Regions from separate parts of the Ovis aries genome. Here region 1 is linked to region 2. A link is a contact called in public Hi-C data. All regions are on one chromosome and are shown on one strand. The core of a region is the stretch at or near the end of the contact, and the rest is flanking DNA. Distances in the headings are between cores, read along the strand shown. Region 1 holds the start of LOC101121285 (cytochrome c oxidase subunit 7A1, mitochondrial). Region 2 holds the start of SDHAF1 (succinate dehydrogenase complex assembly factor 1).

Evidence for each region. Hi-C and Micro-C count contacts between places; a contact is called where the count stands out from the background.
Region 1: a Hi-C map of muscle shows a contact between it and region 2, with 3 times the contacts expected there. The contact joins the promoter of LOC101121285 here to the promoter of SDHAF1 in region 2. A contact is called at or near these places in 5 of 16 Hi-C or Micro-C datasets (hypothalamus, liver, muscle and 1 more).

Annotation. Positions count from the first base shown.
Region 1 is chr14:46,110,164-46,117,957 of ARS-UI_Ramb_v3.0, reverse strand. It overlaps LOC101121285 (cytochrome c oxidase subunit 7A1, mitochondrial), which reads left to right and starts at 3,934. Exons shown (of 4, transcript XM_004015188.5): 1 at 3,934-3,988; 2 at 4,674-4,760; 3 at 4,895-4,979; 4 at 5,342-5,480. The coding sequence starts at 3,974. The coding sequence ends at 5,397. It overlaps CAPNS1 (calpain small subunit 1), which reads right to left. Exons shown (of 13, transcript XM_012190219.5): 10 at 6,745-6,803; 11 at 1-6,553. The coding sequence ends at 6,527.
Region 2 is chr14:45,970,529-45,977,526 of ARS-UI_Ramb_v3.0, reverse strand. It overlaps SDHAF1 (succinate dehydrogenase complex assembly factor 1), which reads right to left and starts at 3,316. Exons shown (of 1, transcript XM_004015648.5): 1 at 2,232-3,316. The coding sequence starts at 3,222. The coding sequence ends at 2,866.

The DNA of each region.
Region 1 (7,794 bases), core at 2,685-5,184, 140 kb before region 2:
AAGGCTGCCTGGCCGCCATCAGTCTCCCTCCCCATTTAGGACAGGCAAATGCTGGTAGGTTCCTGCCCACCACTATCCTGAGCTGTGACGCTGTAGCTGAGCTAAATCCCCAGATTCCTCACCCACAGAGGCTGTGAAATGTTTACTGTTGTGTTATGCTTCCACATTTTGAGGTGATTTGTTATTTGGCAGTTAGATACTAGACTTCATACTATTCCACCAAAAAGTATTTGAGTATGTATTTCTAAAACGTAGAGACTCACTCTTAAAAAAAAACACAACCACAATAGAAATATGTTTAAATTATTTACTATAATAAAATATCCAAGCAGTCTAGTTAATGACACATGAAGTATTTGAATTAAAAATATTAATGTCTGCAATCTATTTTAAAATAGATCAAAAAATTTTATGGATGGATAGAGGTATAGATGGCTAGTTATGTGATAAGGCAAATGTAGCAAAGTGTTTATTATAGAATCTAGGTGGTGGGTATATGAGTGTTTACTAGAAGATTCCTTTACCCTTTCTGTATCTTTGAAATTTTTCATAAAATGTTGTGGGAAAAGTCAATCACTGGGGCTTCCCTGGTGGCTTAGTGGTAAAGAATCTGCCCACCAATGCAGGAGACTCCGGTTCGATCCCTGGTCCAGGAAGATCCTGCATGCCAAGGAGCAACTCGCTCCGTTGGCCGTAACTGTTGAGCTTGTGCTCTAGAGCCTGGAACCGCAGCTACTGAGCCCACATGCTGCAACTACTGGAGCTCAGTGCCCTCGAGCCTGTGGTCCACAACAAGGGAAGCCACTGAGATAAGAAGCCTACAACCAGAGAAAAGCTTACGAAGCAACAAAGACCCAGGACAGCCAAAAGTAAATACATTTTTTAAATTTATTTTTTTTTAAGTCAATCATTGTTTAAATTTCCAATTGTCTCAAAAGTGTTGGCGTTTTTTTTGTTTGTTTGCCCATATCAAGATCCAAATAATAACCACAGGGTGAGATTGGTAAATATATGTTCTGTGTTCTTCAAATCACAGAATTGTGGTGCCTTTTTGTTACATCAATAAGCGTTCCTCCTAACACAGGGCAACAGAGTTTACATCCCCCAGCTGGCTCTTGATCCTGAAGTTGAGCTCTTTAGTCTTGCAAGCTGATGAACCCATTCCTAAAGGAGACCTGAGTGATGGCAGCAGCAGCTTCTTTTTTCTGTTTAATATTTATTTTTAGTTATTTATTTGGCTGCACCAGGTCTTAGTTGCTGTATACAGATCTTCCTTGGAGCATGCAGGTCTTGTTTCAGTTGCAGCATGCAGAATTTTTATTTACTGCATGCAGAAATTTTAGTTGTATCATGTAGGATCTAGCTCCCAACCAGGGATCGAATGCAGGTCCCCTGCATTGGGAGTGAGGAGTCTCAGCCACTGGCCCACCAGGGGAGTCCCAGCAGCAGTTTGTGACTAGGGCTTCCTGACCAAGGTCAGTGCTACAGGATGTGTTCTGGACTCTGTCGCTGTAGGGGCAGCTTCAGAGAACAGCATTCTCAGGTCAGTTTTTACATGTCCTGAGTGTCAGTCCTACAAGACTAGCCTAAAAGTGAGGTATGTGTCTAGTGCAGCTACGTGGAGCCCCACTCTCAGAAGTGGGGAGTTTAATCCTCTGCAGTTGCCATCATGTAATTCCTTTTTATTTTTTATGAACTGCTGCTCATTCAACACACATTTTTGTGATTTATTACTTATATGCTGCGCTGGGTCATCTTTATGGCACCCGGGCTTTCTCTAGTTGTGGTAAGCGGAGGCTACTCCTCATTGTGAAGCATGGGCTCTAGGTGCACAGGCTTAGTTGCTCCGCAGCATGTGGAATCTTCCCTGACCGGGGATCGAACCGATATCGCCTGCCTTGGCAGGCAGATTCTTAACCACTAGACCACCAGGGAAGCGCGCCACCTTGTAATTCTTCATGTTATCTTTGAATTTGTGTTTTGTGTTTTATAAGTGAAGTCTGCTGGGACAATGGAGCAGGCATCAGGAACTTAAAGCCTGACCTGTGTGCATTCTCTCTTCCCACCACTCTCTCTCCCTGAGACAGGCTCTTAGCTGCCTGTTCTGCCTCCTGAGGGCCTGGGCTTCAGGAGGGTCAAGGTCCACTACACACATCCCATGGCCTCTGAGGGCAGGGCAGAGTGGCAGCTACTCCCTCCTCAGTTGGCAGTCCATGGCATATTCAGCAGGTGACCAGCAGGGGCGAGTGTCCTGCCCACCATTGATCCCAGTTCTGTGTCTTCTTGGAAGACAGGCTGCATCCCCCTGTAAGGAGCAAGCCTGTGAGAAGGAAATATGCCTTGTTTGACTTCTCCACCTCAGGCCAAGGCACCAGTTGGTCCAGTGGTTGGTGGGGAGAGAAGGAGAACTTGGCAGCCAGCAGCCATGTGTACAGACACACAAAGTTGCAGGGCAGGTCACCCAGGTGACTGTAAGAGCTTGGACTCACCCCAGGGTATCCCTTGCTCTAGGGAGCATGACAATGAATAGCACATTAAAAACACCATGACAGGTTAAGAACAATCATGGAAGAAAGGAAAATGCTTTCTATCTTAGTATTTTTATTTTTTTAATATCTATTTATTTGGCTGTGCCACATCTTAGTTGCAATATGTGGGATCTAGTTCCCTGACCAGGGACCGAACCCGTACCCCCTGCCTTGGAAGCGCAGAGCCCCAACCGCTAGACCACCAGGCAAGTCCCAATATCTTAGTATTTTTAACAGAGGTTTTTTTCCTTTCCGTTTGCTGTTTGAAGGAGGGGTCCCACATTTTCATTTTGCACAGGGCCCCATACATCAGTTTGCAGTCCTGCTTAGAGGGCACTCCTTCAGCCTTTCCAACATTTCTGGTATCCCAACCAAGAGCAATTTCTGTTTTCTTCCCTGAACACTGATCCTACACAGCTGCAGGTAACAGGGGACAGCTGGGGGAATGAGCACATGTGTGGCCACTTTCTGGATGACTGGAAATATCTAAATGAGTAGAATCTAGGAGGAGCACTGAAGCCCTACTTGGTTAAGTAGGTGGGAGTGACCAAGTTAGAGAACATTTGGCTTATACCGTATATCCTTTGACGAATATTTATCAAATCCACCCATTTGTCAGGTGCTGGGGATGCAGTGGAGTCTAAAGTCAACAGACAGAGCAACTACACTGTTTTCCAGGGTGAAGAAGAGTGTGGAGGTGGGGGTAAGATGAAGCAGCAGAGACGATTGCTATAGCACAGTCATTTTGTGCGCATGTTTAACTTAAGCAGTCAGCTACGTGGGTTCACAATAAACAAAGATAATGAAAAATAATTATTTAAACAAGGAAATTATCCTGCCCTTCATTCCACTTAATAAATAAGCAGCGTATGCTCCCTCCTGTATGAGATATGGGCGTAATCTACTTCCTTGGGCCTCGTATCTCATCTGGATGTAGTGTGAGTTGAGTGTACTTTTCATACAACATAGTCCCTGAACCCAAAAATGAACATTGACATTTAGCTAAAGCCATAGCCATCTGTTACAACGTGGGAGGAAAATGGCATAATGAAAGATGGTGTCTTACCTTCCTTTAGTTGCTCTCAACATCAACCGGATAGGGAGAGATCCGGGGAACACAACGGAGGAACAGCACTTGCCCTAGCCGGATACCTCCGCAGAAACAACCCAAAAATGTATTCTCCGGGACCGCTTTCCTCTCCGCGTGGACCAACAGAATTCTGAGATGAGTAACAGATGGGTGCTCCAACCATTCGGCGCTGGGATGCGGGGATGGGGTTGCAGCGTCTTCCCCGCCCATCTATTGGACGAATCGGAAAGCGTCCTCCGGGACCGCGGTGTCCTGGGGCGCGCGGGGGCGTGGCCTGGGACTCCCCCGAGGGGAGGGCGCCGTCTGTCCTTGGGCAGAGAGGGGAGGTGACTCCGGCCGAAGAGGAGGACACAGGATGAGGGCCCTGCGGGTGAGGGCCCCTAAGGGTCGGGTTGTGGCCCCCAACTCGGAAACTCTCAGAAACTCTCACCCCTATTTGAGACTCTCCCCAAATTCCGGGATCTAGGGACTTGGAACGTGAGCCCCGTTCAGGGCTTGGGACTCCCTCCTATTAAGCCTGGGGCCCCTCTCCCCAGCTCCCAACCCAAAATCTTTTGAGACAGCCGGGGACTCGTTAACTTGACCAAAACCCCAGAGTTGGAACTTCTTCCCTTCATCCAGGGCTCCCTTAGCGTTCCTTCCCCTCTCCCTAACTTCTTAGGCTGCCGGGAAATTCCCTAAGCACCCCGATCCAGCCCTGCCCTTGCCGCGACCTGAGCTCCTCCCATTAACCCTGGGAACCGAAAAGAAAAAAAACCTTCTCGGGGCTGGGACCCGCGGAACGTGAGCCTGCCTTCTGGGTCCGATCCTCTAGACGGTCCGATAACCTTCAAGCCAGACCCTCTAGGCACGAGTCCCGTTCATCTAGGCCTTTCCTGCCAGGACACCCTCCCCCACTCACGCTGTCAGTTCGCATCTTGCCTTTGAGACGCTCCCATGGGACAGGAGTGTCCCCAAGTCAGAGCCTCGGAAAGTCTGACACCCTCCCCCCAAAGGGACCTCCTCCGGGACGCCCCTGCAGACTCCCTCAGTGTCCACCCATCCCCTCTGCACAGGTCTCCCAGGCGCTGGTCCGCTCCTTTAGCTCAACCGCCCGGAACCGCTTGGAGAACAGAGTAGCTGAGAAACAGAAACTCTTCCAGGTGGGCGGAGCGGGGGCGGGGCGGGGGAGGAGCCTGGGCCGCCGGCTTCGTCCCGAAGAGAAGTTGGGGGTGGCAGGAGCTTAAGGTCTGCGATGCTGACAGCGCCTTTCTCATCGTGTGCCCTCAAATTCCAGGAGGACAATGGTCTCCCGGTGCACTTGAAGGGCGGTGCAACAGACAACATCCTGTATCGAGTGACGATGACTCTCTGTCTGGGGGGTGAGTGCAGGGCCAGGCTCGGCCTGAACTGCGGGAGGAGGTGGCGGGGGAAGGGGCGGGTTCTGGCGCTAGGGTTTCGCCAGAGAATTGGATTCTGAGCTTGTGTGGACCCTATGGGAGCTTAGGCTGACAAATACGGAGGGAGCACCCCAGGGCTTGGGCTCCTGTCCCAGGGAGATGGCTGGGCTAGTGATGCATCTGGGGAGAAAGCCTGAAGCCTGGTCTGTATCAAGGTCCAGCATTTCCCCAGCTGAAGGGCAGTTTGGGAAGGGACTCGAGCTTGCAGCATGGGCTCAGAAGCAAGATGGGGCTCAGGGAGGGAACTGGGGCCTCATTCAGTATCCCCCACACTCCCTCCCTAGGCACTCTCTACAGCCTGTACTGCCTTGGCTGGGCCTCCTTCCCTCACAAGAAGTGAAACCAAGAAGTCTGCGGGACCCGAACAGGCATCAATAAATGTGCTGGTTTCCTGGGGAACCCAGCCCAGCTCCATGCTCCCTATTTGTGCCTCCTAGCCCATCCTTCCACCAGCAAGTCATCTCTGCCCTGTGGACAACCCTGGGACCCTCCTACTAGACTAGACTAGAGATGTCACTGCCTCTCAGCCCTCCCAGAAGCCCCAAACAGCATCCCTGGGCTGTCCCCTCAGGGTCTGGGGACCTGCTTTGTATCCTGGGATGGCACCCCCTCTCCCTGCAGAGGCCCGGGGTGGGGAAGAAGATCCTGAGCATAGTGTATGACATCAGAGAGGTAGAGGCACGTGGGGACAGACTCATTCAAGCACAGAAGCTGAGAGGGGCAAATATGGCCTTGGGGGGCACAGCCAGGGGGACACTGAGACCTCCCACAGGTCTGGCTCTTGCAGCAGAAGCAGAGATGGCCCAGACTTCTAGTCTTGGTTTCCATGGGATCTGAGCGAGATCTCAGCAAGAATAAGGCTACAGCTCAATTGGGATCCAGAATGAGAAAAAAGACTGGGACTAGGAGACACATACAGACAGGCTTCCTCTGCCTCAGAGTCAGAGCCACCCCTCAACTCAAAACAGGAGGCAGATATCGGAGAGAGCAGCAACTAGGGTACATTTATTTCCTCCTAGGCCTGGCAGCCTGGGAGCAGAATACAGACCAAGGCACTGGGGCATGTGGCCCTGTTTTGGCCTGGAGTTCAGGTGCCTGGGTGGTAACTGAATGGGTGTGCCTGGGTGTGGAGGGACTGGAGTGATCCTCCCAGAACTAAGAGAAGGGCCCTTGGGGTGTGGAAGCCACACAAATGTTGGGCTTGGCACAGGTGCAAGAGAAGGGTTATGGAGTAGACGAGATGGGTGTGCTGGGTGGGGGTGACTGGAGGGGCAAGGCGTGTTGAAGCATGTTGGGCCCTGGCTGTTGACTGAGAATCCAGATGCCAAGGGCTGAGAGGACAGAAAGGCCTGTGGGTCAGCAGGACCCACGAAGATGTGACTGCAGACAGAATCAGCCCTGGGGGAGACCGAAGAGTCCAAGGTGACTCCTACAGCGAGGTGATGAGGGGGCAGGCCTGGGGCTCCCATTCAGGAGTACATGGTCAGCTGCAGCCACTGGGGAAAGGAAGGGACAGACAGTGAGGAGCCGGGAACCCAGGAATACCAGCAGCCCTTCTCTGCTCTCACCCAGGGGTCTTTGGGAAATTGGGAGGGAGGGAGCCCTAGCTCCAAGCTGGTACATGGGGCTGAGGGGAGGGGCCCTCTGCTAGTATCCCCAATCCCAGGGTGGAGATGGGGGTTCTTACCTCCTGGATGTTCACCTGGATTTGTCCAGTGCCATCTTTGTCAAGAGATTTGAAGGCACCTGGGGAAAGGAAGGGTTGGTGGGACTGGCTTTTAGGATTAAAATATACTAATATATGATAATACTAACAGCTAGTAGTCTGTCTACTCTGGCAAGCACCTGTATAAAGTGCTTTCCGTGTATGAATTCATTTAACCCAATTTTGGGAGGTAAGTGTCATTTTAAAATAAGGCACAGAAAGGTGAAGTGATGTCCCTGTGTTACATAGAGAAAAAGGAAACTGGGATTGGAACCCAGACTGCTACTCATCTCAATAATGGCCTCCATATCTTGACCTTCACGCCCCTCATCACCCTCTGCCCAAGCCCCAGCCCCCTACCAACCTCCAGTTCCAGCTAAAACAATCTACTGGAAGGAGGCTCTGCATTTCCTGCTCCTACAGTCTGTTGTGGTCCCCACTCCTGCCCTGAAACTCATCTCCATGTTCCCCACTCACAGCCAAACCTGTATGTAAACAGGTGCCCACAGTCTGTGTGGCTCTCTCTCACTCACGGCTCAATTACCACCCTTGGGGGTCCACGCGTGTGGTACCCTGGACACTCCATGTGCAGCTAGCCCTCTTGCTGGTAAACCCCAGGCCATTTCTTGACCCTCTCATACATGGCTTTTGGCATCATCTGCCCTGTTGTCCTCTCCCACCTTCCCTTCATGTCCCCAACATACATGCCCCTTTTCTTCCCTGCATGCTCTTAATATACTGTCCGCCCTGGGCTCTTGGCATGCCAGGAGATCTTCCTAAAGGAAACCTGAGACCCTGTTCTTCCCCTGCCTAGACCCTGTTCACTGTCCGCATTAGTGTCTGAGCACCTTCAAACTTGGCATTCACAGCCCTGCATGGCCTGACCATCCCACTGCTCCTGCCCCCTCTCAGACAAATCTGCATTCAAATTCTAGCTTTGCAACTTCTAGCTAAGTGGCTGTGAGCAAGAAATTCGCCTCCTCAAACCCTAGGTTCCTCCTCCATGAAATAAATACTCTAACCATCACCGAG
Region 2 (6,998 bases), core at 2,067-4,566:
ATTCCTAGAAAGCCCTCAAGCAGAAGAGCAGAGATGCAGGGGCTCGCAGCAGGAAGCTGACAATCTCTTGGGAACCCTCCTCTGCAGCTACAAGTGAACTCAAGTAGACAGGAGGGATATGGGGTTGGGACATCACCCTCTGCTGCCACAGGTATTTAATTCACTGTGTCATAATGATGACTGCACCATGATATTAAAAGATGCTTGCTCCTTGGAAGAAATGCTATGACCAACCTAGACAGTGTTTTCAAAAGCAGAGACATCATTTTGCCGACAAAGGTCTATATAGTCAAAGCTGTAGTTTTTCCAGCAGTCACGTGAGAGTTTGGACTATAAAAATGGCTGAGTGCCAAAGAATGGATGTTTTCAAAGTGTGATGTTGGAGAAGACTCTTGAGAGTCTCTTGGACAGCAAGGAGATCAAACCAGTCAATCCTAAAGAAAATCAATCCTGAATATTCACTGGAAGGACAGATGCTAAAGCTCCAATACTTTGGCCACCTGACGCAAAGAGTCGATTCACTGGAAAAGACCCTGATGCTGGGAAAGACTGAAAGGAGGAGAAGGGGAGGACAGATAAGATGGTTGAATGGCATCACCAACACAATGCAGACGAGTTTACTCAAACTCAGGGAGATGGTAAAGAACTGGGAAGCCTGGTGTGCTGCAGTCCATGGGGTTGCAGAGTCAGCCACAACTTAGCGACTGAACAAAAACATACCATAACAGCTGCATAGTTAGTGTGCCCATTTGGCAGATAAGGATGTTGAGGCACAAGGAGATTAAATCACTTGCCTCTGATCACATAATCAGTGTTAGAACTGCGATTCAAACCTAAGCATTCCAATTCCGGAGTCCAAGCTCTTAATCACCCGACATTCACCCTGTAACTCCCTTCTGACCAGGACACCCAGCCCCAGTGAGAACTCAATCACTGCCTGCAACCCTGCCAGAAGCTCCCATCCTGGACCTTATTAGGGTTCAAGATCTTGGAGCCAGGAATGAGCAGGAGGAAGAGGAGAGAGATACAAGGGGAAGAGGAGGGAGATGCAGGTGGAGCTCTAATTCAGGCTGGATGGGTAGGACTTAACTCCACTAGCCACTTTCAAGATTTTGGTTTTTACTCTGAAATGCAGCCAGGCCAGGATTAATAGCAACACCCTGGTGGAAGAAACTGAGGTGGACAGATGAACACGGGCATGGAGGCTGAGTACCAAGCAGAGACAAAGCTGAAGTAGAAGCCACTTGCATGAACTGCACAGCCTGTGCTCTGCGGCACTCCAGGCCCCAGCATTTCTCCCCTTCGCCCTCTCCAGGCCTTTACCCACACGGTCCCCCTGCTTAGCTTATCCCTACATTCTGGCAAACACCTCATAATGCTTCAGATTTCAACCTCATTTTATAACTATTTGAGTATCTGCCTCCCCCACTGGGACTGGGGGAGAGACTGTATTTCTCTTCGGTCCGTCCTACCTTTGGAGCTTCCCAGGTGGTGCAGGGGTAAAGAACCTGCCTGCCAATGCGGGAGACCCAAGAGACGTGGTTTCAATCCCTGGGTTGAGAAGATCCCCTGGAGTAGGAAACAGCAACCCATTCCAGTATTTCTGCCTGGAAAAAACTCTATGGACAAAGGAGCCTCACAGGCTACAGTCCACGGGGTTATAATGAGTCAGACCCAACTGAGCAGCAGGCATGCCAGGGCATCCTACCTTTGATTTGAGCTCTGAGTTCCTTTCCTGAGGTCCTCCTCCTCTCAACTGCTTTTAATGGGTGCAAATACAGCTGAGGGCTACAAAACGCAGCACCTCAGGGAATGTCTAGGGCACGTCCCTGTGGGGGCATGCGAAGAGCTATGTCTGTGGCCTATGGGTCCACCTCTCCTTTCCCACCCCTAGGCCTTGCTAACAGTTCCAGCTTGTAGCTGAGGCTGGACTCCTTAGCAAGGTTTGAGGGTCCCACTACTACTGCAGGGATTACCAGCCAGGCCTCCTCAGCCCCACCATTCCTCTTCCGCCTCACTACCCCCCATTAAGGGGTCAACAGGGGCTTCCTTGGGGGTCAAACCAGGGTGGCTTCCCTCCATGGATCTGCCCAGGAGAAAGAACTATGCTGCTCCAACCAATCTGCCATTCTAGAGGGTTCCCCACACCCATCCCTTGCCAGAGGGTCACTTCTTGATAACCCCCAAAATCCCCCAAACACATCAAATCTTTACCACCACCAACAGGGAAGTAAGCACACCCCCATTTTATTGCCTTTTTGTCCAACAGTCCTGAGCAGGGAAAGGGGCAGGAATCGGGGTGGAGAGGGGGAGGTTTCACCCTCAGAACCATCATGCAGAGGTCTTAAGGCGGTCTTTAACTGATTAGCGGGGTGAGAAACCCCTTACCCCCTTCCTCACCAATCCCAGTTGGTCTCAGTGGAGTAAAGATTTTTCTGAGGGGGTTTCCAGGCTTCTCACCAGTCCATCAGGGCATCGTCCCAAACTCCTCCTCATCTGCTCTTCTCAGAGTTAAGTACAGGAGAGAGGAGTCTCTTTGAGGAGCCGCCAGTGGTATTTCTCAGGGTTCTAGACAAGGGCGTGTCAAGTCTCTTTCCGTCCAACAGCGGGGCGTCTTGGCTCCCCAGGCCTTAGGGTAAGCAGCTTTTAGTTTGACAGCCCGCCCCAAGCCTCATTGGTTAAGTCTGACCCGGTACCATACAGCAAGTAAAGCCGGGCATTTCTCGCCATCGCACCCCACGTCCCAGGAGAGCTCTTCAACTACCTCAATCTGTCGATCTAGTTTCTCAAGACCTCTCACTTTCCATCGGGGGGCTCCCCCGGTCCTCCAGTCCCCCTGAGCCATCGGCAGAGCCCTTCAGCCGGTCACCGTCCATCCAGCGGGGTCTTCGGTGTCCTTATGCTGTCTAGCGGTCTCCTCCGGTCGTCACCTTCATTGGACAGGGTCCCTGGGGCCCCCGCGCCGTTGGACTCCTCGGTCGGGTCCTGCGTACGGACGAAGGCACCCATGGCCGTGGCGTGGCCCGAGCGTAGCATCTGGAGCTGGCGCCGACCGCGGCGGTACAGGTACTCAATGCGAAGTACGTCTGAGCGTGGCAGGCAGGCGTGCTGCCGGAATTCAGCCCGCACCCGTGCCTCGGCGCCCGGCTTCCCGCGCCCGGCGCGCAACAGCTCGCGGTACAGGCTCAGAACTTGCCTCTGCAACCGGCTGTGCCGGCTCATGGCAGCAGCTGGGCCGCGGGGCACGGAGCGGCGCACGGGAACAGGCGGCAGAAGCGGTGAAACACCGCCACAGGCACTTCCGCCTCCCGCTCCCAGCTTTGCGGCGCCGTCGCGCCTCATAGGTCGTCGCTGCTGCTACGTCACAATGTTGTGAGTAAGGGGCGGAGCTAATGGTTCACTGGCCCGCCCCACTGGACATCAGTGTCCTTGAGAGGACGGTACTCCTGAGGGCCTGGAGGAGGAGGACGCTAGACGCTGAGACTCTTAGGTTTGGGGTCGGAAGAGACCAGGGGATCCTGACCTGACTCTTGGGTCCTGCGAGTGGAGAGAGCTAGAGGTTAGGGTCCTTGTGTTCCCCAGAGCGCTGGGGGCACGGGGAGAGAGAAGACGGGCACACACGTGGGTTTATCCTCATTTATTAAAGCAACCATAGGAAGCTCCGTGAGTCCCCACTCCCAGAGCAAGTGTACATCGAAGGCCCCAACCCCTGGGGAGAGGAATACCCGGTAAAGTGTTGGGTCACAGCCGGCAGAACAAGCCTCTCGGTGCTGAGAATATACCGTGGGCTATAAGCCCCCAAACGCAGCCTGTTTGGGCCGGTAGCGCTCTCTGCCGACGTGAGTCGGATCTGAGGGTAGGAGAGGGAGGGGCCTCCCTAGCTGTTGAAGCGGAGTCCAGCCCACAAGGAACTCTTCGACTATGTTGGCACTCCGCAGACCTGCAGGCAGTATCAGGTAGTCAGCTGCAATTCCGTTATAGTTCCCGCAGGCTATTCGGAGGCGTCCTCGTAGCGCTGGGAGGCCCGCAAGGCCACGACCCGCTCAGCACCCTACCAGCACCTACCAGCACCTACCGGCACCCGGAGCGTGGGGAACCAGGCAACGATAACCCGGGACCCCTCCGCCCAGCGTGCGACCACGCCCCCGCACATCTGGTCATGGGTTCTTCCGCAGGAGGCTAGGCTAGTCAGGGGCTGAGGAGAGGGCCTGAGTCTGGGAGTCGATCAGTTCAGTTCAGTTCAGTTGCTCAGTCGTCTCCTCTCACCTCATGGACGCCAGGCTTCCCTGTCCCTCACCAACTCCCAGAGCTTGCTCAAACTCATGTCCATCGAGTAGGTGATGCTATTCAACCATCTCATCCTCTGTCCTCCCCGTCTCCTCCTGCCTTCAATCTTTCCCAGCATCAGGGTTTTTTCTAATGAGTCAGTTGTTCGCATCAGGTGGCCAAAGTATTGGAGTTTCAGCTTCAGCATCAGTCCTTCCAATGAATATTCAGGACTGATTTCCTTTAGGATTGACTGGTTTGATTTCCTTGCAATCCAAGGGACTCTCAAGAGTCTTCTCCAACACCACAGTTCAAAAGCATCAATTCTTTGGCTCTCAACTTTCTTTATAGTCCAACTCTCACATCTATACATGACTACTGGAAAAACCATAGCTTTGTTTAGATGGACCTTTGTCAGCAAAGTAATGTCCCTACTTACTATGCTGCCTAGGTTGGTCATAGCTTTTCATCCAAGGAGTAAGTGTCTTTTAATTTCATGGCTGAAGTCACCATCTGCAGTGATTTTGGAGCCAAGTCCATGAATTCTCCAGGCCAGAATACTGGAGTGGATTGCCATTCCCTTCTCCAGGGGATCTTTCTAACCCAGGGATCAAACCCAGGTCTCGAGCATTGCAGGCAGATTCTTTACCAGCTGAGCCACAAGGCGAGCCCTGGGAGTCAATAGGGAGATCTGAAACCGCTGTGATTCCTGCTGGTATCTCTCTGTCAGAAACACATACCAGGTTCTTTGCTAGAGGAATAAGGTCGGATTTGCTTTAAAATCCTACAGCACAAGCAAAACAAAGAGTGGGAGGAAAAGATGAAAGCAAGCACGGCAAAATATTTGTAACTGTAATGGGGTTTCATAACACTATTCTTTTGTGATGCTTGAAATTTTTCATAATAAACACTGTCTCAGAAGGGAACTTTAGAGAGAGAAAAAAAAAAAGCCTCTGGAAACTGTCACATCTCTCATCTATGTCTTCATAATCTAGTAACTGTTTACTGAGCACGTACTCTGTGCCAGGCACTCTTTCAAGTGCTGTAATATTTTATTTATAAGATAATGTATAACAGTAGGTTAATAAAATGTGTAATATAATACGATGCAATTGGTATTTTAATATATTGTCACCTAATTTATATTATTTTATGTAATCCATTTATTTGAAAATAGTAAATATTTAAAACAGTTTATTAAACATTTAATGTTTTAAGTGATATTAAATCCTCATCAACACTCTGATGAGACGGTCTGTACCATATGACTCTTATGAAGCCGAGGCCAAAGAAGTAACATAGCCTGCCCAGCTTCACATACCTGGTAAGTGGCAAAGTTAGGTTTTGAACCTCGGGGATCAGATTTCATGACCTCTAGTTTTAACAACTCTGCTACACATACTGAAGGCTTCCCAGCTGGTGCTAGAGGGAAGGAATCCATCTGCTAGTGCAAGAGGCACAGGAGACGTGGGTTCGATCCCTGGGTCAGGAGGATCTCATGGAGGAGGGAGTAGCAGCCCACTCCAGTATTCTTGCCTGCAGAATCCCATGGACAGAGGAGCTTGGTGGGCTACGGCCCAGAGGGTTGCAAAGAGTCAGACACAACCAAAGCAACTTATCATGCATATACATACTGCCTCGCCAAAGATAAAATAAAAATGGTTACAAGAGCAATCACAGCTCATACTTACTAAGCACTTATGCCAAGCACTTTATATATATCTTCACAGCTACCCTGTATGGTGGGTACTGTTCTTATCACTACTTTTTGTGGATGAGCAAACAGGCATAGAGAGAGGCTGAGTCACTTACCCAAAGCTACACTAGAAGTTTAGGAGACACAGTCAGGAGTCTCTTGACCCTTGAACCAAAGGGTCAAGCTTACCTGTCTGGCTTAGCTTACCTGACAGTTGTGGTTGATGTCCAAGCTGTTCTCTCCCATCCTCCCACCCCTACACTGAACTCACAGATGATTCTATTTCTCATCATGAGATTTCAGGTTTGTTTTCCCCTTACTAATAAATAGCATTCTGGGACTTCACCAGTGGTCCAGTGGTTAAGAATCACCTTCCAATGCAGGGGACTTGGGTTTGAACCCTGGTCGAGGAACTAAGATCCCACATGCCGTGAGGTAAGGCCAAAAAAATAAATAAATAAAAACAACAAACAAAGGAACTCCCAAAACTATCCATTTTGCCTTCCCAGATCCCAGCTCTGCTGTTGCTCTCCTGCTTTCAGGAAGCAATGCATCCTCTATCCTGACATCTCTTCCTGCTGGATTCCCAACCTCTCCTTGTCTGGCTTCTGCCCATCAGCGCTGAAACATCCCTAAGTTTCTCCCATCTCAAAATAATATTGATAAAAATTAGTTCTAAGATATCCTTGCCTTCTGGCTCGTCCTAGCTGATCTTATTATAATTTGTTCCATGCCATTGGGGCATGCAGGATCTTAGTTACCCAAACAAGGATCACGTCTATGCCTCCTGCATTGGGAATGTGGAATCTTAACCACTGGAGCTCGAGGGAAGTCCCCTAGCTGATCTTTATTCTCCCCTTTCTGCATGGATACCTTGTCAAGAGAGGTGTCTATGCTTGCTATCTCCAGCTGTCTCATTCCTCAACCCTGCAGTCCAAGAGCTGCCTCCTGATGTGTTGTGTGATAGAAGGAGCCTGTGTTTCTGAGTTGGAGGAAATGAGCTGGTTTTACTTGGGCTGTTCATGAGAGAGCAATA